Regions from separate parts of the Pan troglodytes genome. Here region 2 is linked to region 1. A link is a contact called in public HiChIP or PLAC-seq data. All regions are on one chromosome and are shown on one strand. Each heading gives the region's core, a stretch centred on a gene start, on an enhancer-like site or on the middle of the called end of the contact. The rest is flanking DNA. Distances are from core to core; before and after follow the strand shown.

Region 1 (4,393 bases), core at 874-3,373:
CTCTGAGTGAGAAAGGTACCTCATAGTACCCAAAGCGGGCCTTCCTTTATACAAGCTTAAAAATCACCACTCTGCCTTTCTTCCTAGTTTTTCAACTCATACTTTACCTAGTCTCACATTAATAAATAATTGTAGTTTTTTACAAGTCAGTCACATTTTTGAGATTATCATTAGAATGGACCCAGCAGCTACTGCTTTAAACCTACAGTTTTCATGAAAAGGTAGGAGATTCCACCTAATTACAAAAACACTAACATCAAGACTCATTGAAGTTCTTAGCATACCCTTTGCTTCTTTAACAGTCAAAGTGCCCAAAGTAAGTGTTTCAAATGACAGCCCAAATTCTGAAAAACTGAAATTTGGAGAGAAGGGATTCCTGTTTATATTGTGTACATTTAAAAAGTAAATAGCCTGCATAATGCCACTCAAGTTTTGTTTTTTTCCCAAAATTATCGGTTTGGTATTTCATTTTTCTGGATCATTACAGTTTCAAATTTTAACACTATTAAACAACTTTGACGTTTTCTTGCTATAATTATGAATTTTAAATCTGCTAATACTGGTCATAGTTTAGAAACTAATAAATTCAAACCATGTATAGATTCTGTCAGTATCTTTTTCACATTAAAATGTCCTTATGGAACACCAAAATTACTACAGAACAACTTGAAATCATATTTTATAGCTACTTCCTTAAAATATTCAGTTCCCTTCCCCATCACTTAAGAAAAGAGTCAGTTTGGATCATGATGTAGTGGGTGGAATTAACTATAAAAACAGCTAATATGTATTGAATATTTACCATAAAACAGGCACTGTAATAAATACGATACATGAACCATTACATGTAAAGGTACTGTTATCAGGAAAACATTTTTATCCCCAATTTAGAGACAAGAGAACTGAGGCAGAGAGATTAAATAACTTGCCCAAAATCAAAGATGTAAATGGATGTGACTCTGGGTATGTTCAGATACAAAGCCTAGACTCTTAACCACTATGCTTATGTTATCAAGGTTAAAACACTGTAGTTTACTGCAAAAACAAATTTTTCACTGCTTTAAATTATTCATTAATTCAAAGGTCAACCGGTCACTCCAAATCATATGATAAATGGGGGGGGGGGGGAAATGTGGGACCAATAGGTTTGCTGAAGTTTTGTACCTGCTCAGAATAAACATATCACACAATTTTATTCCATATAGCCAAATATAAGGGTAACTGAGTAAAGATCTTCACTTGGGTACAGCAGTCAGTTCCTTCTCCATCCTAAACCAGAAAGAAAGCACTGTTCTTGGATATGCCACTTCAACAAGAGTGTTTTTTCTCTTCCACCATCAAAGCCTTAAGCAATAGTACGATTCTACCAGTCTACTGTTGCCTGTCTCCAAAGTAGCCCTATTATCCGAGGACGAACACCAGCGTCAAGGACCTGTGTTATTTTTCTGGCTTCGCTTCTCAAAATAACTTATCTTCTCCTCTTGATGAATTACTTGATAGGCTCAAAGACTTGCCTAAACTACTAATTCTTATTATCAAAGCCATTTTCTTTCTCCGCAACCGCCTTTTCAAGTAGCCCTTGGTCCACTCTTCAACGCGATTTGCACCCTGTGGCAAGGCCGCCAGGGACACTCAGCAGGGTTCCCGGCCACGGACCCCAGTTTATCAGCTCAGCGCCTAGTGTGGGCATTCAAGAAATTCTCGTGAATGAATAGCTGGAAGGCAGCGTGGGTGGAGGCGGGAAGAGGGGACTTGAAGGAATTTCACGCAGCTGAGACCACTGCAGCGGCGCCCAGTCTGGCGAGGGAGAGACCGGGGCAAGTGGGAGAACCTGGGGCCAAGGCAGGGGCCGCCTCGGGCGCTGCTGGACCGGCAGGAGCAGTCGATCGCACCCAGAGCTGGGAAAATGCGGGCGCCGTCTCCGCAGGCCCCCGCAGGGCGCTCTCCGGCCTCGACCACAGCCTCCGCCTAGCTCCCTGTCCCCGGCCTTCCGCATACAAGGGGTCCCAGCCGATAAGCCCTCCTTAGCCAATAGCCAACCCGGGACCCACGCTCGCTCACCTGAAGCTCCACCGGCAGCACCGCGCTCCGCATCCGGCGCGAGCTTGGCAACCCAGTGGGTCCGCGGGATCAGCTGATTCATGGAGGGCGGGGCCTCCGGACAGGGCGGGGCTGCAGGGCGACTAGCGAGGGTAAACGAGGGCGCGGGCGGCTCTTGGAATCCGAGCTCCTGGGAATTGTTCTTGGGAGACTGTCGACGGCGTCTGTTGGGGGTCAAAATTACTGAGAATGCGTTAGGCACTGCAGGCTACGTACTTGGGAGCACAGCCTCTCCCTTAGTTTAGGGCGGAGCTATCATTCCTGAGATGCGCTTTGATGATGACGTAGAATAGAGTCGTCCAAGCCTAGCTACCCGAGCGCTTCCATGGTAACAGGCAGTGGTGAAAGTGGTTGGGAGCAGCAGTCGTTTGTTACCACCTCAAACTGCAAGGGCCGGAAGTATAAAAGTAAAAAGGCTGAAATATTTTCAAATTGCCTTTATGGACAGTACCCTAACAGTGGTCGCTTCTCCCCCAAACTCCCGCGAATGACGTCATCGCCTCGCGGCCCCGTTTCGCCATTGTATTCTCAATGTGTAAACTTACTGGTTAGTTGCAACCCCAAAAGATGGGGTGGGATAGGAGAAAATGAAGTGGCCTCTCCAGTGATTCCCGTAGTACTCCCCAATATACAATCAGTAAAATCAGCTTTCTTGTCCCGCGCAGTTTCATAACACTGTTTTTCGCAGCCACAGTCCCACCCCACCCAGCCTGCACTCTCAAGTCCTCCCATGATTTTATGATTTTCCAGGGCTGCCACTCATGTCGCACAGTGGGTGGAAACCTTCTGCTGCTAGGCATTGTGCCATCGCTGGACCTGCAAACATGCAAATATTTAGACCATCAACGACAGATGTGTAGTCGGGTTCTGAAACTCCTATATCCTATTCACCAACACCCTCAACTCAATTTCCTCCCTGATCCTTCGCCCACCTGCAAAACTGTTAGTCTGCAACAGTTCAACCAACCTTGCACACTCCTGCATCGGTGCAGAAAATCACACAACCCTGAAAATTGGCACCACTGCGAACGAAAAGTGTCCAACTTCAGTCGGGACTTCCATGTGCGACTACGCAATATTGCTGAGCCTAAGACAGTCACGTTTACACATTGCTACTCAGATTATCTCCTATTCCCCTCCCCTGCTGTTCCCAGCCCTCACGCTCTTCTAACCTCTTACTGAACTCTACTCACTCACCCGCTTTGGTAAAAATAAAAATAAAAAATTTTGTCTCTTACATCTCTGAGGAAAGTGAGACCACTAGAGGTGAATTTCCTTAAATCCCAAATCCCATCAGCCACTACCACAAAACCTACCTGCAACCAGTTTTGATTTGTTTTGTTTTGTTTACAGGGAGTCTCGATCTGTCGCCCAGGCTGGAGTGCAGTGGCGCGATCTCGGCTCACTGCAACCTCCGCCTCCCAGGTTCAAGCGATTCTCCTGCCTCAGCCTCCCAAATAGCTGGGATTACAGGTGCCCGCCACTACACCCGGCTAATTTTTGTGTTTGTAGTAGAGATGGGATTTCACCATGTTGGCCAGCCTGGTCTCGAACTCCTGACCTCAATTGATCCACGTGCCTCAGCCTCCCAAGGTGCTAGGATTACAGGCGCGAGCCACCGAGCCCGGCTCCTTTTCACCGAGTCCTTTTCTTCTCCCTCTTTCTTCTTAGAAGATCCTGAACTCAGGATCCCTAATCTCCCCAAAGGAAAGACTTTGTTCTGTTGATGAAAAAAGACAAACTTTATAAAATATTTGAAGAGGTTAAATATACTCTGATCGAAACATGAGTAACCATGGCCTGGGACACAGCCTCAAGAAGTCCTGAGAACATGTGCCCAGGGTGGTTGGGTTATAGCTTGGTTTTATACATTTTAGAGAGACAGAAGTTATAGGCAAAGACATAGATCAATACATGGGGGGCCGGTGGTGCTCACAGATTATAGGTGGATTCAGAGACTTTATGATGGGTTGAAAAAGCTAAGCTTTTCCTAAAGAGTTGAAGTTAGCAGAAAGAAATGTTTGAGTTAAAATGAAGGGGGTTATAGAAGCCAAGGTTCTTGTTACGTAGATGAAGCTTCCAGGTAGCATATGTTATAGGACCTTAAAATGTGTCAAGACTCTTGGTTAAATCTCTCCTGGATCAAGAAAAGACCTGAAAAAGGAAAGTGATTCTGTATAAAATGCAAATTCCCCCAACAAGAGACAGCTTTGCAGGGTCATTTCAAAATATGTCAAAGAAATATATTTTGGGGTAAAATATTTTTATTTTCTTCAGGGCCCACTATCTGTCT
Region 2 (3,943 bases), core at 1,294-3,793, 390 kb after region 1:
AGGTTTTAGGCAACACAGAACATGGCCAAACCTAAGCAATGACCAAGTCAGTCAAAACAGATTTCCTGTCTCATGACGGAAGAGCAGGCACCAGCTGGATTGCATAAAGGTTATTCAGACCATGTTTAATGCAATGAAATATCACCACAGAAAATTAAAGAAGGCATTTTCCTGTCCTGAATGATAAACACTAATGTTCAGAAAGGATTTCAAGTATTTGAAGAAAAAAGAAGAGGAAGTGCCAAGGAATTTTTTTTAACTATTTAAGGATCAATTTTCAGCCAGACACAGTGGCTCACGCCTGTAATCCCAACATTTTGGGAAGCCACGGCAGGAGGATCACTTGAGGTCAGGAGTCTGATACCAGACTAGGCAACACAACAAGATCCTGTCTCTACAAAAAATTTTAAAAATTGCTGGGCATGGTAGCACATGCCTGTAGTCCCATCACTCCAGAGGCTGAGGCAGGAGGATCATTGGAGCCCAGGAGTTTGAGGCTGCTGTGAGCTGTGCTATGATCATGCCACTGCACTCCAGCCTGGGCAACAGAACCAGACCCTGTCTCCAAAAAAAAACAAAAACAACAAAAAACAGGTGACTAATGCTGATGGGGAAGGAGGACACTGGCTCTGTCAGCTTCTCAGTGAGTGTCCCAGCAGCCAATGCCCTCATTAACCTGATAAGGCTGGTCTAATTCGTGGCTAGTGTACCAAGTCGTTTCATCATAGTGCAGTCTAGACCAGAGATTTTTGTAAGAACCACCTATCTAGACCCATTCTAGCTAGCACCTGGGAGCTTATTAGAAAAGAGAATCTGGGGTCTCACCCCAGACCTGCCTGTTAACAAGGTCCTCAAGTGATTCATATGCCCACTGATGTCTGGGAAACACTGAAATCTATTCATCGAGGAAACTGGGTTTCAGATTCAAAAGACATGGATTCCTTTACCAGCTGTGCCTTTGATTAAGTCTGTAGTTTAGGGAAGGGCGGATTGCTTCTCTGGGCCTTGGTCTCCTTTCCCATAAACCAAGGAGGTCGGGATGGATCATCTCTAGGGCCCCATCCCATTCTCATGCTCTGGCCGTCTATGAGTCGCTCAGGCTTGCACAGTGGTAGGCTGTAGATCCAGGACTGGGGCCGGGCCTCCTTCCCAAGCTCATCCCCCACCCCCACTTCCAGGGAAGGCCGGTCTGCCACCTTCACTGTGTCCTACATAAATCTCTTCTACCACCCAGCCTCCCTCAGGTGACAGCCTGGGAGGAGGCCATCCCTGTGCCATTTGTGAGCCCTGGCTCAGTGCAGCAACAAGTGAGTGAGAGCTCAATGGGTCAAGATGGGAGCACTGCTTTGCCACGGTTCTCTGGCATGGCATGAGGACTCCATAAACCTCTGGGCCTCTGGAGGCTTCCACTTCCTGATCTGAAAATAACAAAATTGACCTTCCAATCTCTGTTTCTCACTTTCTGTGATTCAGTGACATTGGAACTGTTTCTGTTAAGGGGAAAAGCAGAATCCACGGTGCTACCACTGAGATAGCTCCATGGTTCAGCCTCCAGGTTCAGGCCGTCTTAAGTCTTTAACCACCGACTGCATGAATGGAAGCTTCCATTATTCACTCAGCATACACTTGCTGATCCCTACTAAGTTTCATAGCCTTCATGGTTGGATAAAATACACTCCTTACTGCAGCTCCCGCTTTGGTGGAGGAAACAGATATGTGTGCAGACAGCTCCAGTGAGTGGAGTGTGATCAGTGCTCTAAGAGAATACAGGAAGGACAACTGATCCAGACCGGGGCAGAAATCTGATCCAGATAGAGAGAAATCAGGTAGGGCTTCCTGTAGGAGGTAATGGCTGACATGAAGGAAGGCATTTACGAACCTAGACTGCGTTCACCCATTTGTGATGAAGACATCAAGAGAAGGCAGCAGTTCACACTCCCTGTGTGCCAGGCACCAGGCTATGCATTTTCTGTAAAGTGCCTCATTTAACTTTTATACTAATCCTGTAAAGAAGCAGGCCTTGATATCCCTATTTGTCAGATGAGACAATTGAGGCACAGAGTGGTTAAGTACCACATCCTTGGTCGCAGAGCTGGGCAACAGTGAGGCTGACCTCCCCAGGCTGTCTGCATAGATTAATGCTGGATGTTAACAGCTATCAAAAAGAGGGTTCGCCCCCCACCGGAGAAAACAGCAAGGTCCGGGGAAATAGAGATTTAAAGAAATACTACACACACACACACACACACACACACAGACATATACACACACACATTCATACATAGACACACACACAGACACATATACACAGACACACATACACACACACACACACACACCCCAACTAGAGAAATATGAATGAAAAGATTCTTCAAGCAGTTTTTTTAAAGGGAAAAAAAGGTGTGGCCAATCGGGGAGGGAGGCCAAAGTGGTCCAGCATTGCGGCATCTGCGCCTCCGCGGCGGCAGGGGCCCCGCAGCAGGCGCGCTGGGAGCAGCTCCTCTCGGGGCCTGCCGCGTTTATGGCTTCAATAGCGCCGCTCCGGGTCCCCGCGGCGTCGGAGAGGCTTCTGCCTAGCGCCTCTCTGCTGCGCGAGGTCGTCCCGGCCTTACAAAAGGAGCTCCTCGCTGGTGAGCTCAAGACCCCAGGCGGGCTCTCCCCGAAGGGTCACTTCTCGAGTGTGTCGCCTCCTTTAGTCTTTTCTTTTCCTCTCTGTGGTGGCTTGTGATGTCTCTAACGCTGGGGCCTCCTATGGACTCCATCCCGAGATGGAGACTGGCAGAGCTAGAAGGTCTAAACATCTGAAAAGCAGGCACGCATAGTCCCTGGGGAGAAGGCAGGGAGGCAGGCAAACCCCTGGAGTGCCACCCAAACAATTGGACTTTTTAATTGATACTGTTTTATTTTGGCCAATTTTCCACTTAGGGGTGGAGAAAAGGGAAGTAATTTTTGGCATTTACTTTTTTTTTTTTTTTTTTTTTTTGGAGACAGAGTCTTACTCTGTTGCCCAGGCTTGAGTGCAGTGGCGCGATGGCTCACTGCAACCTCCGCCTCCCAGGTTCAAGCAAGTCAGCCGCCTCAACCTCTCGAGTAGCTGGGATTGCAGGCGCCTGCCACCACGCCCTGCTAATTTTTGTATTTTTAGTAGAGACGGGTTTTCGCCAGGCTGTTTGCGGGCTTACACCCGCGTCGGCCTCCCAAACTGTTGGGATTACAGGCGTGAGCCACCGCGCCTGGCCATTTTTGGCATTTACTATGAAGCAAGACGTAATGCTAGGTGCTTTATGTACTTTGAGCTTATTTTATCCTCACTATAACCTTATGAGGCAAAGTGCATTGTTTCTATTCCACAGATGAGGAAAATGAGGCTCAAAGAGGTTAGGTAACTTGCCCAAGGGGCACACAGCCAGTAAGTGGAGAAGCTGAGAGATGAACCCAGGTTTCTATGACTCCATGGTCCTTGAATCTTTGAGTTGTGATGCCATCCCTGTGTTTCTGAGAGGAAATAGTAAAAAGTCAGGGAAACATCACGAAATTATGGCAGTATGTTTTTTAAGCCAGCATGAATCTTGGAGGTGATCTAAAAGTTCTTTTATATTATAGATGAAGAAATCTGAGGCCTACAAGTCAAGAGAATCGTGCATGACAACTAATTATTAAAACCAGGGTAACTGGAGTCTGCCCAGTGTTAGTGGTTATCTAGTTCAGTTCTGTTCCGTTCAGGTCAGTTCCGTTTTGAAGACTTTTCCTTGGGCAGTTTCCAGCTTCAGGAATAAACAGCTCCAGAAGGAGCAAGTGTAATGATTGCCTGACCTGTGCAAAGAAGTGAGGAGTAGCCAGTGCTGGAAAAGTTCCTCCTAACACTGTGGAGAAAACAGGGAGGCCAGAAGTGTGTGCCCAGGAGTCCTGGTGGTGCCACTCACCAGAATCTACAGCCTGGAAG

What was found. HiChIP or PLAC-seq counts read pairs in DNA pulled down with a chosen protein or histone mark.
Region 2: an H3K4me3 HiChIP or PLAC-seq map of stem cell-derived excitatory neurons shows a contact between it and region 1, with 7 times the contacts expected there. The contact joins the enhancer-like site here to the promoter of ALS2 in region 1. A contact is called at or near these places in 3 of 7 Hi-C or Micro-C datasets (blood, induced pluripotent stem cells and stem cell-derived neural progenitor cells) and 1 of 1 datasets of contacts at active chromatin or transcription factors (stem cell-derived excitatory neurons).

What each region holds. Positions count from the first base shown.
Region 1 is chr13:103,809,707-103,814,099 of NHGRI_mPanTro3-v2.0_pri, forward strand. ALS2 (alsin Rho guanine nucleotide exchange factor ALS2) reads right to left here and starts at 2,124. Exons shown (of 34, transcript NM_001079920.1): 1 at 2,062-2,124.
Region 2 is chr13:104,198,063-104,202,005 of NHGRI_mPanTro3-v2.0_pri, forward strand. All of the region lies in intron 15 of KIAA2012, which reads left to right. It also overlaps the pseudogene LOC107973653. Among named protein-coding and RNA genes, the nearest start is that of SUMO1, 68 kb to the right of the region's middle. Within about 2 kb of position 2,544, at least 8 of the 24 cell types and tissues checked have an H3K27ac peak or open chromatin away from gene starts, as enhancers often do. A contact at or near this core is called in stem cell-derived excitatory neurons, where this site is marked.